Linked DNA regions of Sus scrofa: region 1 is linked to region 2. The links are chromatin contacts, called in public HiChIP or PLAC-seq maps. All regions are on one chromosome and are shown on one strand. Each heading gives the region's core, a stretch centred on a gene start, on an enhancer-like site or on the middle of the called end of the contact. The rest is flanking DNA. Distances are from core to core; before and after follow the strand shown.

What was found. HiChIP or PLAC-seq counts read pairs in DNA pulled down with a chosen protein or histone mark.
Region 1: a contact with region 2 is called in an H3K27ac HiChIP or PLAC-seq map of alveolar macrophages. The contact joins the promoter of PPP4R2 here to the promoter of SHQ1 in region 2. A contact is called at or near these places in 3 of 47 Hi-C or Micro-C datasets (embryonic fibroblasts, fetal heart ventricle and heart right ventricle) and 1 of 2 datasets of contacts at active chromatin or transcription factors (alveolar macrophages).

The regions. Positions count from the first base shown.
Region 1 is chr13:54,320,377-54,326,885 of Sscrofa11.1, forward strand. PPP4R2 (serine/threonine-protein phosphatase 4 regulatory subunit 2) reads left to right here and starts at 4,602. Exons shown (of 9, transcript XM_021069219.1): 1 at 4,602-4,880; 2 at 5,884-5,965. The coding sequence starts at 4,847.
Region 2 is chr13:54,176,694-54,183,074 of Sscrofa11.1, forward strand. SHQ1 (protein SHQ1 homolog) reads right to left here and starts at 4,066. Exons shown (of 11, transcript XM_003132324.6): 1 at 3,787-4,066. The coding sequence starts at 3,929.

The DNA of each region.
Region 1 (6,509 bases), core at 3,352-5,851, 140 kb after region 2:
GCTTCATCTTGGTATCCATTGCGATATACAAATAAGGACTAAGAAGCATGAATAAAAGGCCGTGAGAATCGAAGACCCTCCATGTCTTTCTGTAGTGGTATTTTACCTCAGACTGTTCTGTGTAATTCAGCCCTTGTAGATGGTCTATGAGTTTTTTCCTAGACTTTTCCTCAATCCCCTCTTGTTGTCCCTCTCACAAAATCATCTCAGAGGGATGGCTCAACTCCAGGAATTCTCCCTAGGGTTACGAGAAGATCCTTGCACACTGTTTGCGACACAGACCCAGCTATTTCCTCTTTCCCCTTCTCTTTCTATCTCCAACCTCTGCCTTCTATTCTGTGTCATTGGGCTTTTCCTTCCTGCGTATCCCCAGGGCCACGGGCCAGTCTTCTTGCCTGTTTATGTGCATTTAAAGTTCATCTCCTCCATTACACCCTGACTCTGGATGGAAAGAAATTCCATGCATGTCTTCTCCCCAGCCCCTACGAGGTCCTCGCAGACTGTCTGCCTGGTTAATACCATTTCCTCTGCATAGAAGCCTCTTCTCTTTTGGTGCGAATCTTTTCCAGTCTCTGGTGGAGGCCCTTCCGAAAAACAACTTCTGTCCTTGCCTGGGAGAGATATCACAGAGTTCCCACCACCAGATTTGCATTCTTGCTTTCTACTTTGCATCAATGTCTATACTTATGTCTTACCTCTCCTGGTCTTTTGCCACCTTCTTGAGGACAAGAAAGAGTCTAGGACTTTGAAATCAGTCTAGGTTTGAATTATGGGTCATTCACTTGCCTGTGTAGTTGTGTGACCTTGGATGAGTTAGTTCGCTTCTTTATACCTCAGTTTTCTATTAAATGGGGGTAATAATATTGCTTATCTCATAGGATTATTGCAAGGATTAAATTAGACCTTTTTTTGGATGTGTCCTCAGCATGCAGAAATCCCTAGGCCAGGGATTGAACCCACACCACAGCCATGACCCACACCACAGCAGTAATAACACTGAATCCTTAACACACTGAGCCAGCAGGGAACTTCAAATTAGATATTTTTATAAAGTGCTTAAAAGTATACTAGCCATATAGAGAGTGTTTGCTAAATGTTAGCTGTTACTCTTAACATCCTCCTTTGCTGCTTTAGTTATCTAGTGCTATGTAACAAATCATCTCAGAATCTAGAAGCTAAGAATAATTATAAACATTAGTCATCTTTCATAGTTTCTGTGGACCAGGAATTAAGGCGCAGCTTAGTTGGGTGGTTCTGGCTTGGGATCCCTTACAAGGTTGCAGTGGTCTAGATGCCAGCTTGAGCTGCAGGGATGTGAAGGATTTCCTGGGGCTGAAGGACCCATGTTAAAGGCACCAGTTCTTCTCCATTTGAGTGTTTCCCTAGGGCTTCTGTGATGTTCTTGCAACTTGGCAGCTGGCTTCCTCTAGCGAGAGCAATCCAAGTACCCAGAGCAGAAGCCTCCACACCTTTTATAACAACCTCAGAAGTCAAGTACCATCCTTTCCTCCATGCTTAGTGTTTACACAGAACTGCTCTGATTCACATAGGAGGAAATTATACTGGAACATGAACCCCAGGAGACAAGGATCATTGGGGACAATTGTCAAAGTTGGATCCCCCCCCCATTTTGTTTTTCTGGCTGTGTCAGGGGCATACGGAAGATCCTGGGTCAGGGATTGAACCTAAGCGTAGCAGTAACCTGAGCCACAGCAGTGACCACACCAAGTCTTTAACCTCTAGGCTACTAGAGAACTCCCTAGATGTCTTTTTTTTTTTTTTTTTTTTTTTTTTTTTGCTTTTTCTAGGGCCGCACCCTCGGCATATGGAGGTTCCCAGGCTAGGGTTCTAATCGGAGCTGTTGCCGCCGGCCTACGCCAGAGCCATAGCAACGTGGGATCTGAGTTGCGTCTGCGACCTACACCACAGCTCACAGCAGAGCTGGATCCTTAACCCACTGAGCATGGGCAGGGATCGAACCCGCAACCTCATGGTTCCCAGTCGGATTCGTCAACCATTGCGCCACGATGGGAACTCCAGATGTCACATTTTATTTTGTTTTGTTCTAAGAGAATTTGTACCAGTGAGAGGCTCTAGTAATCACAGACATTGGGATATATGCTAGATGGAGAAGAATTCCAAGGAAGAAATGAACCAAAGGAAATATTTCTTCAGCCTTATCCCTTGTCTTTTCTGCCTTTGCCAGACTGAACCCACCTGGCACTTCTGTCTCATTTCAAGGTCCATGTACCTATAGTTTTTCTCTTTAAAAGTTTCTCCTCTCCACTTCACTTATCAACCTTCCTCTTAGAATTCAGCTCTTAGCTTAAACACCACTACTTCCTCTGGGGAAACTTTCCCGATTCCCTTAGGCTGTCACTGCTTTGTGCACTTTGTCTCCTTTAATGGACCTTATCCAGTTTTTGGAAGTCGAGGCATCTCTAAGTGAGGGGGACAGCTGATAAAAAGGAACGAAACAAGGTGGAAGAAATTAGCATGGACGTTCTTTAACAGAAAGTTCCAGAAGAATTTTTTGGCGATCGTGGCATTTTTTCTCAGTGTTGTACAGCACAAAAGCCACTAGCCACTTGCAGCTATATTGCACATGAAATGTGGCTAGTTTGACTGAGGAAATGAATATCATTGAAGAACTCATGAACTGAATTTTAAATTTTATTTAATTTTAATTTGTTTAAATTTAAACACCCACACATGGCTAGTGGCAACTGTATTGTTCCACAGATGTCTTATGGGAAGACACCTGCCTCAAGAGAGTACAGGGGCAGAGAGAGTGGAGGCTAAGCTTTGCTACATAGAGCAATGGCTCCTTCAGACTGGAAGAAACCGCAATAAACTAAATCTAGTGCCTCTGAAGTGCTGGCCAAGTGTAATGGTGCACCCCCCATAAGACTATTTATAATTTGAGCAGGATGCTTGGAACAATGAAATGGTCTAAAGATATTCCAAGACTGGTTCTCTTACGGCCAAATTGAGAAAAGTTTTTTTTTCTTTCTTTCTTTTTTTTGTTTAGGGCCACACACACAGCATATGGAGGTTCCCAGGCTAGGGGCCAAATTGGAGCTGTAGCCACTGGCCTACACCACAGCCACAGCAATGCCGAATCGTTAACACACTGAGCCAGGCCAGGGCTTGAACCTGTGTCCTCACGGATACTAGTCAGATTTGTCTCTGCTGAGCCATGCATGGTGGGAACTCAGAGAAAAGTTTTTTGGGTTTTTTTTTTTTTTTGTCTTTTTGCCATTTCTTGGGCCACTCCCATGGCATATGGAGGTTCCCAGGCTAGGGGTCGAATTGGAGCTGTAGCCACCAGCCTATGCCAGCGCCACAGCAATGCGGGATCTGAGCCAAGTCTACAACCCACACCACAGCTCACAGCAACGCTGGATCCTTAACCCACTGAGCAAGGTCAGGGATTGAACTCGCAACTCCGTGGTTCCTAGACGAATTCGATAACCACTGAGCCATGACGGGAGCTCCAGAAAAGTATTTTTTTTTTTTTTTTTTTTTTTGAAGGAGGGCTTTTGCCTACCTCTGCCACCTGGGGTCAGGGTCAGAGCCACTATCTTTTCAGAGGGTTAATAGTTACAGTGCCTGTATCCAAATTCGCAGTTTCAACACCAGTCTAGATAATAGCCTTCTGCCCTCCCTTCGTTTCTTGGCTTTTTACTAGGCTTTGAGAAGAGAAGGTGGAACAATTCAGTATCTTTTCCTTAAAAAGCTCACAGACAAGAGAAGATAATAAACATGGCCACACACTAGCTGGTTGCCAGATGTTCTAGGCTCTGCTGCTATTTTGCCAGACTAGCTAGCTCTCTGTGCCTCAACTCTCCCATTTGTAAAATGTCAGGGCAGGAGAGGACTTCTGAGGTCTCCGCCCTCTCTGACTTCCTGGGCACTTACATAATGTAATCAAAATTATAATGATAATAATAACAGCCGCATTAGCAGAGCCGCATTATGAATTCTAGGCATCGCGCTCCATGCTCCAGTGTCATTTCACTCAATCCACAGGACTGTTTTGTTAACTCCCATTTTGTGGATAAGAAAACTGAGGCTACTTGAGTTTAACTAACTAGGTCACACAGTAAATGGTAAATAGTAAATAGCAGTTGGGTTTTAAATCCAGGGATTCCGTTGCCTAAGCTTCTAATCCCTTTGCTGTGTGCACTGCTTCTCTTCAAGGGTGGATCAGTGAGGAGTTCTGGATTCAAGCAGGGAGGTATTTTTGTCACGATTATTAGCAATGACTGTTTTTTTGTGCGTACTCTGACCGCTATACTGTATACGGTGGTCCATACTAGCGCCCTCAGTGTACAGATGGGGAAGTGGGATTCAGGCTCAGTAAACTGCTCAAGGTCACACAAATAGCAAATGACAGGGGATCATATCCTGGAGGTCTGCCCCCACCCTCTCCACCTCCAGCTCAGCTCCCGCACCTCAAGCGCCGGGTTAGGGAAGAAGCAGAGAGGCCGCCGCGGACCAGGTCTGAGGGCTGGCTGGGTCTGCACGCCTCCGCCGCGCACGCGCTCTCGGGCTCCGGGTCCGGGCGCGCCGCGGGCGCGAGGACGGCAGCTGGGAGCGTGCGCGCGGTGACGTGCCGGGCGCCATGTTGGAGGGCTGGTGGTAGCGGCTCGGGGAGGTGCTCGCTCTCTCGGTCTCGCTCTCTTGCTCGCTTCCCCCGGCTCCCTTCGGTGCCCCCCCCGGTCGCCTGCGTGCCGGAGTGTGTGCGAGGGAGGGGGAGGGCGTCGGGGGGGTGGGGGGAGGCCTTCCGGTCCCCGGGAGACCCGCGGAAGGAGGCGGAGGCTGCGAGGGACTCCGGGAAGCCATGGACGTCGAGAGGTTGCAGGAGGCGCTGAAAGGTGGGGGTTGCTGCCCCCTCTCCCTTCCTCTCAGTCTTCGAGGCCCTCTCCTTTCTCCTTTTGCGGCGGGGGGCTCCGCGGGCCTGGGCCGGGCTGGGAGGAGGGCGCCCTTCACCAGCTCCCCTCCCCCTCCCACCTCCCCAGGGGCGGGGAGCCCCGTGGGCAGCTCCCTCCCGCCCCGCTCTGGGCTTTGTGTCGGCCGCCGGCGTCTGGGCTGGGGGAGGGGAGCCGGGAAGCCTTCGCTGGGGCCCCGGCCCCTCTCGTACTCCCCGAGCCCGGGTCGTGGGCCCTCAGCCCCCTCCCAGGCGAGCTTCGTTCTCCATCAGGCCCCCGCACGCCGGACTTCGTGGGGAGAGAGAAAGTAAAAGGTTTCGGGGGGTGGGTAGAGGGGCGGCAAAGCAACTTTCAAGTGTCTCTCGGAAAGCCTTTTTCGGGGCCTCTGAAGTCATTTCTTAACGCGCCCTAATTTTAAGGTGGTTGCCTTCCCCGCTCTGAATTGGCAGGCTGGCCTTCCATGCAACAGGCTTGGGAACAGTGGTTCTCAAACTTAGGATAGCGTGATTTCAGCGTTTTGAGAAATAGGCGTTTTTGGGAGATAGCTACAAGAGGTAGTTGGTGTTTCTTAAAATGTAGATTTATGAACGTACCTTAAAAACAATTTGTGGGCATCGGGATCTGGGGTTTGTATTTAATCAATCTCAGATGGATCTGGTCTTGGTGTTCCCTTGGACCACACTTTGAGAAGCATTGCATTAAGGATGGTTTGTGGAGAAATTTAGTGCCCCCTTTAGGACGAGTCTTGTTACCTGTGAAGAGGTACATTTGAAGTCGAACTAGGAGAGTCAAGAGGTGGATATTTGGTTGAGAGGCTGATTTTTAAAAATTTTTAAATTGATGCTTAATATGAGGAAGGACTGGGAGGAAAGTTTGTTTTTAGAGGACATTGGAACTGGTTGGTGCACTTTGAGAAATACTAATAACTTTTCTTTCTTTCCTTATCTAGATTTTGAGAAGAGGGGGAAAAAGGAAGTTTGTCCGGTCCTGGATCAGTTTCTTTGTCATGTAGCCAAGACTGGAGAAACAATGTGAGTGAAAACACGTAGTCGTTGTTATAGTTCAATGTATCCTTCAGAATTGCTTAGACAAGGGACTAAAGTCTATTTCAGAAGCGTTGAATAATTCATCTGTCTAAACTGTACAAGCCCAGTAATTTAAAGCATGTGTTAAGTGTATATAGCTTTATTTACTTCATAGTGCTCTATAATGAATTTTAAGAATTTGTTAAAATTTTCTTTGTGCGTTTGCACATGTAGTATTTATTATTCTCGAAGAGCTAGAGAAAGGAAGACTGCATATTCCATTATGACCACTTTTGGCCATAACAAACAGGCTTATTTCCAGAATTTTGTGGCTTTGATTCTGTTTCAGATTCTTTTGGTGGTATTTTCTCATATTGTCCAGTATTCAACCTTTTGTTGTTGTGTTTATATATGTGGGTGCTTGAAGTTTCACTTCTGTTTATTCTCTTGAGCTCTTAGGGTGATTATCTGACATATTCCAGATGCTACAGTTTTGACTGTCCTGTAAACTTTCTAGGATAGCTAGCTTGTTAACATATGCTCAGCATTT
Region 2 (6,381 bases), core at 2,816-5,315:
TCCTAGGACTTCCTATTGTGGCTCAGCAGAAACAAACCCAACTAGTATCCATGAGGATGCAGGTCTGCTCCCTAGCCTCGATCAGTGGGTTAAGGATCCAGGGCTGCCGTGAGCTGTGGTGTAGGTGGCAGAAGTGTTGCTGTGGCTGTGGTGTAGCCCCGCAGCCAAAGCTACAATTCAACCCCCAGCCTGGGAACTTCCATATGCCTCAGGTGCAGCCCTAAAAAGACAAAAAACAAACGAACAAACAAACAAACCTTCTAAACCCAACATAAGGATACAGTTATTAATAAGTCATCTTGTTATAATGGGTAGAAACATTAACTTCACTATCAGAATCTGAATTGAGTCCCAGTTCTGCCATTTATCACCTCTGTCACTTGCTTTGTGCAAGTTAATTCAGTTCAAGGCTCATATTCCTCATCTATAAAAATGGAAAAATAACAGAATTTATCCATGGGTTACTGTGAGAAAGAGGATAATGCAAAAAGCTTAGTGGCTGGTACAATAGGCAAGCATTCAGAAAATATAAGCCATTATTATCAACTCTCTTCTCCTAAACTTTGTGTAAGTACAGAGTTAATTTTTTTTCTTTTCTTTGTGTGTGGCACAGGATCCGAGCCACACCTGCAACCTTCGCCACAGCTCATGGCAACACTGGATCCTTAACACACTGACCGAGGCCAAGGATCAAACCTGCATCCTCACGGACACTATGTTGGGTTTTTAACCCACTGAGACACAACAGGAACTCCAGAGTTAAGTTCTTAATGCATGATGGTAAAATTATATGTGTTCACAGATCCACCTTCCCTGTTAATTCCTCAAGGAAAGGGGTGAGGTTTTACTCATCTTTGGTATACTGTAGCAAAACTATATTTTCAAAGACAGCCCGTCTCACCTCACTCCTCGCAACAATGCAATCAATGTTTCCTCTCCTAAAAACTGAGTGGGCTTCTGGAAATGTTTTAACCTAAACAATAAAGCAAAAGTGACACTGTAATTTCTGAGGTTAGATTATAAAAGGTGATACAGATTCTACCTTGCTCCCTATTTGCTCTTAAAACCTTCAGCTATTATGGTAGAAGTCCAACTCCCTGAAGGAATCACAAACTAGACCATGAAATAGACCATGTAGGGAGGTTCTGAGACTACACAGAGATTCCCTCCTCACCTACCCCATCTGTCCCAGCTGCTTTGGCCCTTCCTGTCTCAAGTCCAGCTGCCATGTGATTACAACTAAATTAAAGACGTCAGCCAGAAGAGCCAAGCCAAAGTCTTACCAAATTCCTAAGGCATTAAAACCAGGAGAGAGAGTAAATGATTGCTATTTTACACCATTAGGTTTGACTGATTATCTGGCAACAGAAAACTGCAACAGTAGGCCCTCTTAATAAATAATAATACTTACCATTTATTAAATACATACTTAATTACTAGGCTCAGTAATAAGGATTATGCATGCATTATCTCAATCCTCATATCAACTTTTTAAGATCACTAATACTAGCCCCATTTTACAGATCAGGAAACTGAAACTGAATAACTTCTCAAAAGTCACATAACTTTAAGTGTACTGAGACCTATACGTGCCCAACTCCCAAGCCTCTGTTACCCAAGGAATGAATCAGTCTGCACAAAGAATACTCTTTAGGAGTGTGGCTCAGCGGGTTAAGAACCCGACATAGTGTCCATAAGGATGCAGGTCTGATCCCCAGCCTCACACAGTGGGTTAAGAATCCTGCGTTGCTGCAAGCTGCAGTGTAGGTCACACATGCAACTCATATCTGATGTTGCTGTGGCTATAGGGTAGGCCTGCAGCTGCAACTCCGATTTATCCCTTGTCCGGGGAACTTCCATATGCCTCAGGTGAGGCCATAAAAAGAGAAAAGGAAAAAAAAGAAATACTCTTAAAACTGCTTTACATAGAGCCTACTATTTTGTCTTCATCAAAATTCCCAAGTTAAGCAAGTGGCTTTTATTCTGAAATTTTTATTTTATTGTATTTATTTTACAATCTTACCCCATTTAAGATCTTTTTTCTGAGCCTCTGATTAAGCATTTGTAATATGGGCAAGTAACAGAACATACTTTGTAGGCTTATCTTAAAATCAAGTGACACAGTTCACATAAAGACCTAATTTGCAGCTAAAATTCAATAAATGTTGGAGTTCCTGTCGTGGCTCAGTGGTTAACGAATCCACTAGGAACCATGAGGTTTCAGGTTCGATCCCTGGCCTCGCTCAGTGGATTAAGGATCTGGCATTGCCGTGAGCTGTGGCGTAGATTGCATTGCAGACACGGCTCGGATCTCGAGTTGCTGTGGTTGTGGTGTAGGCCAGTGGCTACAGCTCGGATTGGACCCCTAGCCTGGGAACCTCCATATGCCGCAGGAGCAGCCCAAGAAATGGCAAAAAGACAAAATATAAAATAAAATAAAATAAATAAAATAATAAAATAAAATAAATGTTTGCTAACAACATCATCATCATTCTCCCATTCTTCATGTTTTGACTAAAACAGCAAATCTTCAGAAGGGCTTTCCGTAGCCACTTCATATAAATTTAGGCTCCATTTTATTCTTTATCAGTGCTTTTTATTTTCCTTCAGAGAAATCACAACATTTATAGTTATATGTTAACTTGTTCACTTATTGTTTTTCACTTCCCATTAGAATGTAAAATACATAAGACATCACTATATTCCCAATACTGAAAACAGCCTGGAATAAACCAAGAGCTCAATAAATCAGGCAAGGAATGAATAGCATTCATTCCTTGAAGAAACAGCGAAGTGCAATATGCTCAAGGAGATGGATTAAGTTAAGGCCTAATGGATATCCGAGCAAAACTGCTTCAGGCCCAGTGAAGGAACCAGCTTGACTCAAGAGGAATGTTTGTATGGGGAAAAACTACTTGGGCAGGCAAGTACGCTGGAACTACACTTGATAAGAAAGACGAGATTTGAGGGAAATGAGAGAGCAAGATATTGACAATGTTGAGGAAGAATAACCTGGCAGTGTCCTCTGTAAAATGGGTCTAATGTGATAATACCTATTTCCAAAGATGAGAGTCCAGGAAAAATGAGATAATGTACATAAGCACTTAAAGGCACTGCTTGCCCACCACACAGAAGGGGAGTAATAAGTGTTAGCTGTTATCACTGCTGTTACTATTCTGCAAGGGGAAAAATGCAAACAGAGAATTAATTGATGAAGGCCCCTACTGAGGTTGGGGGCCAACAAGCACAATGAAGGGGCAAAATCAAAACGAGAAGGAGCAGACAACGAGGAGGTGGAGCATGAGGCTATTTAGGTCGGGGGTCCAAAGAAGGCGAAAATTTCAGGGAGTAGGGAGCGGCCAGCCAAGAAGGGCCGAGAAAACCGACAAGGACAGGTCAGCTGGGAAGTCAGTGCGCGCCGTCCCAGGGCAAGTAGGACTAACGCAGAGAGAAAATAAAACAGCAAAAGGGACAAGCACTAGGGAGACAGGACAGAAACTGTAAAGTTGATATGGTCCCAAACCTCATGTTATAAAGTGGCTCCGAAATCTCTTCTACGCGGGAATGTAAGAAGATTTAAGAAGAAAATGAGCTTCTGCAGCATTCAGAGCGCAGAGTTCGTTTTCTCAGCACCTGCTGCGGAGACCCCGGTAAAAGGCAGTTATAATGCCGAGAAGTGCTCCCCTTGTTCTTTTAGCCTCCCTCGATAAGCAGTTATCTAACGAGTGAATAAATGAATGAATTCCTGAAACATGCTTTCCCCAGCGCCAGACACCCGGAACTCGCCTGAGAAAGTACGGCTTCGCGTAGAACTTGAAGTCGAGCCCCTCGAAGTAGACGTCAAACTCCGAGACCCGGGCGTAGGGCACGCGGATGGCGATAGTCAGGAAGTCGGGGTCCTGGCTGAGGTCGAACGCCGGGGTCAGCATCACTGCGCCGGACTCGGTTGCCCAGGTCGGTCACTGTCGCAGCAGCCGCGATCCCGCCACTCCAAGTCTCCAAAAAGTCCCCACGCGCCGTTACCCGCTCGGTGAGGCAAGGCGCTTCCGGCTCAAGGCGGAAGTGCTCGTGCGTGGGAGAGGAAGTCCCGCCTCACGCCGATCTCCATAGAGACGGGACGCTGTTAGTGGGGAGGCAGAGTAGGGAAACGGTGAATGGGGCTTAGAAATTGAACCCAGGGCATAGCTTAGAGGAACCCCGGCAAGAGTTCGTCTTAGATGCAACAAGCCTCTGTGAAGGTTCTTAGAGATAATTTTAACAACATTGGCATTGCAGGCAGTGAGTAACTCGTTTGTATCCCTTCTCGCCCACCCTAAGCTGTAACAACCTTGGGAAAGTTACAAAACTTCTCTGTTTCAGATATCTATCTTTTCTATAAAATGAAGGTAGAATTTAGCCTCATAGAGATGATGTGAGGGTAACATGAAATTATTCATGTAAACCTCTAACGACGTACTTGGCAAGTTGTCAGTGCATGGTGTATTGGAGCAGTTACTCAGTAGCCACAGAAGCGTCGTTACTGTGGTTTTTCCCTAGTTCTCACCTGCTTTGTCAACAGTTTCTCTTTCTCTCTCACTCTCCATCTTTCTCTGACGATTTCTCTCTCCTCCCTCTCCTCCCCCGCATCTCTCCTGTTTTGTTTTGTTTTTTTCCTGCCACTTTCTCTCCTCTAATTCCTTATTGAAATAGTTTTCTTGTTTAGAGAACGTCCATCCCACTCAGCTCGTTTAATTAGAGCACGAACGCCAAAGAACACGACTCAAAGAGGTTAAGCAATGTCTTACAGTCATGCATTTTACAATTACCAAAATCCAGAACGTCTGACTCAAACCCTGTTAGTGCCTGCACTGACGAATTGCAATGCCTCGGTACTTTCCTTCCTTTCCTCACATTTAACCTTACACTTATTCGAGGCCCTTTTCTTTTTACCTTCTCTTCCTTTTTCTGTCTTTTGTTTTTTGTTTTTTGTTTTGCCTTTTCTAGGGCCGCTTCCCGCGGCATATGGAGGTTCCCAGGCTAGGGGTGTAATCGGAGCTGTAGCCGCTGGCCTTCGCCACAGCCACAGCACCGCGGGATCGGAGCCGCGTCTGCGACCTACACCACAGCTCACCGCAACGCCAGATCCTTAACCGACTGAGCGAGGCCAGGGATCGAACCCGCAACCTCAGAGTTCCTCGTAGGATTCGTTTAACCACTGCGCCACTAAGGGAACGCCAATCTTCTCTTCTTTGTATTTCCCCTTCTTAGTCTATGCTGTTCATACTTTCCCAATGCCTCTCTCATACCCTCCCTCTTCCCCAGCATATTCCCTTGGCCTTCCTTCTCTCTCATTTTATTTCCTGTTGTTCTACCAGTAACTAGAATAGTCCAGGAAATGTTTTGATTTCCTTATCTTAAATATTAGTGGAAGATGCATCAAAGTCATCTCCGGGGACAGTGGACCAGGTAACCTCAAAAGCCTTGTCAACCTCCAGTGTATGAGTCTTGAAAATTAGGCATCAGACAAGCATATTAAGAAGAGTAAATAAAATTTTAAAATTCAAAATGAAAAAAATCCCTCTGTTTAAACCTGGTGTTTTGAGAAAGGCAAAATAAAAGGTTGTGTGTAAAACAATTTAAAGAGTGCTCTTTACATATTCATCCATTCCTTGGGAGTAGACAGATTAACTGAATTGATGAATAGTCACTATGTCACAGCACCACACCATATCCTTTACAATGATCTCACTATCAGACAGCTCAATGAACTGGGCATTATGTATCTCATGGTTTGCCCAGGATTTCAAGGCTAGTGAATGGTGCAATGGGATTTAAAATCCAGATGAGTCTGATCTAAAATACTACAGATCTGTCTCCCTCTAATATTACTAGCTATGCCCCTTGTTTCACATTGTGAGCACAAGCCTCCTTGCTTTAGACCATACTGAGCCTTACAAATAATAGGCACTCAATATTAAAAATGAATTGATACAAATTTGGAATTAGTAAAGCCTTCAAAAAGTCCCTTGAGAAGGCCTTTGGCTGGATTGTTCCAAATTAGTGTCTCTAAAATGAATCTTTTTATCTACCATGGGACCTCATTCCTGCAGATTCACTAGCATTAATATTTTTAAATTATTAATGCCAAAGAATTGAGACTGAAGCTATGCATGAAGAAACACTATTTGAAAGCACGTTGCAAAGTAGAGCTATGCACTTCCTGGTTATTTCACTCTTTGCTTGGCAACACAAACACACACACACAGGCTTGGAGCACAGATAAACAGACTGTATAGTACAATGCTGCTACTGCTATTTATTTATTTATAGGAAATAGGTATTGCATTTGCTGTATCACAAAATACTGATAGATGCAACTATATAACATAGATTTATTGTTAT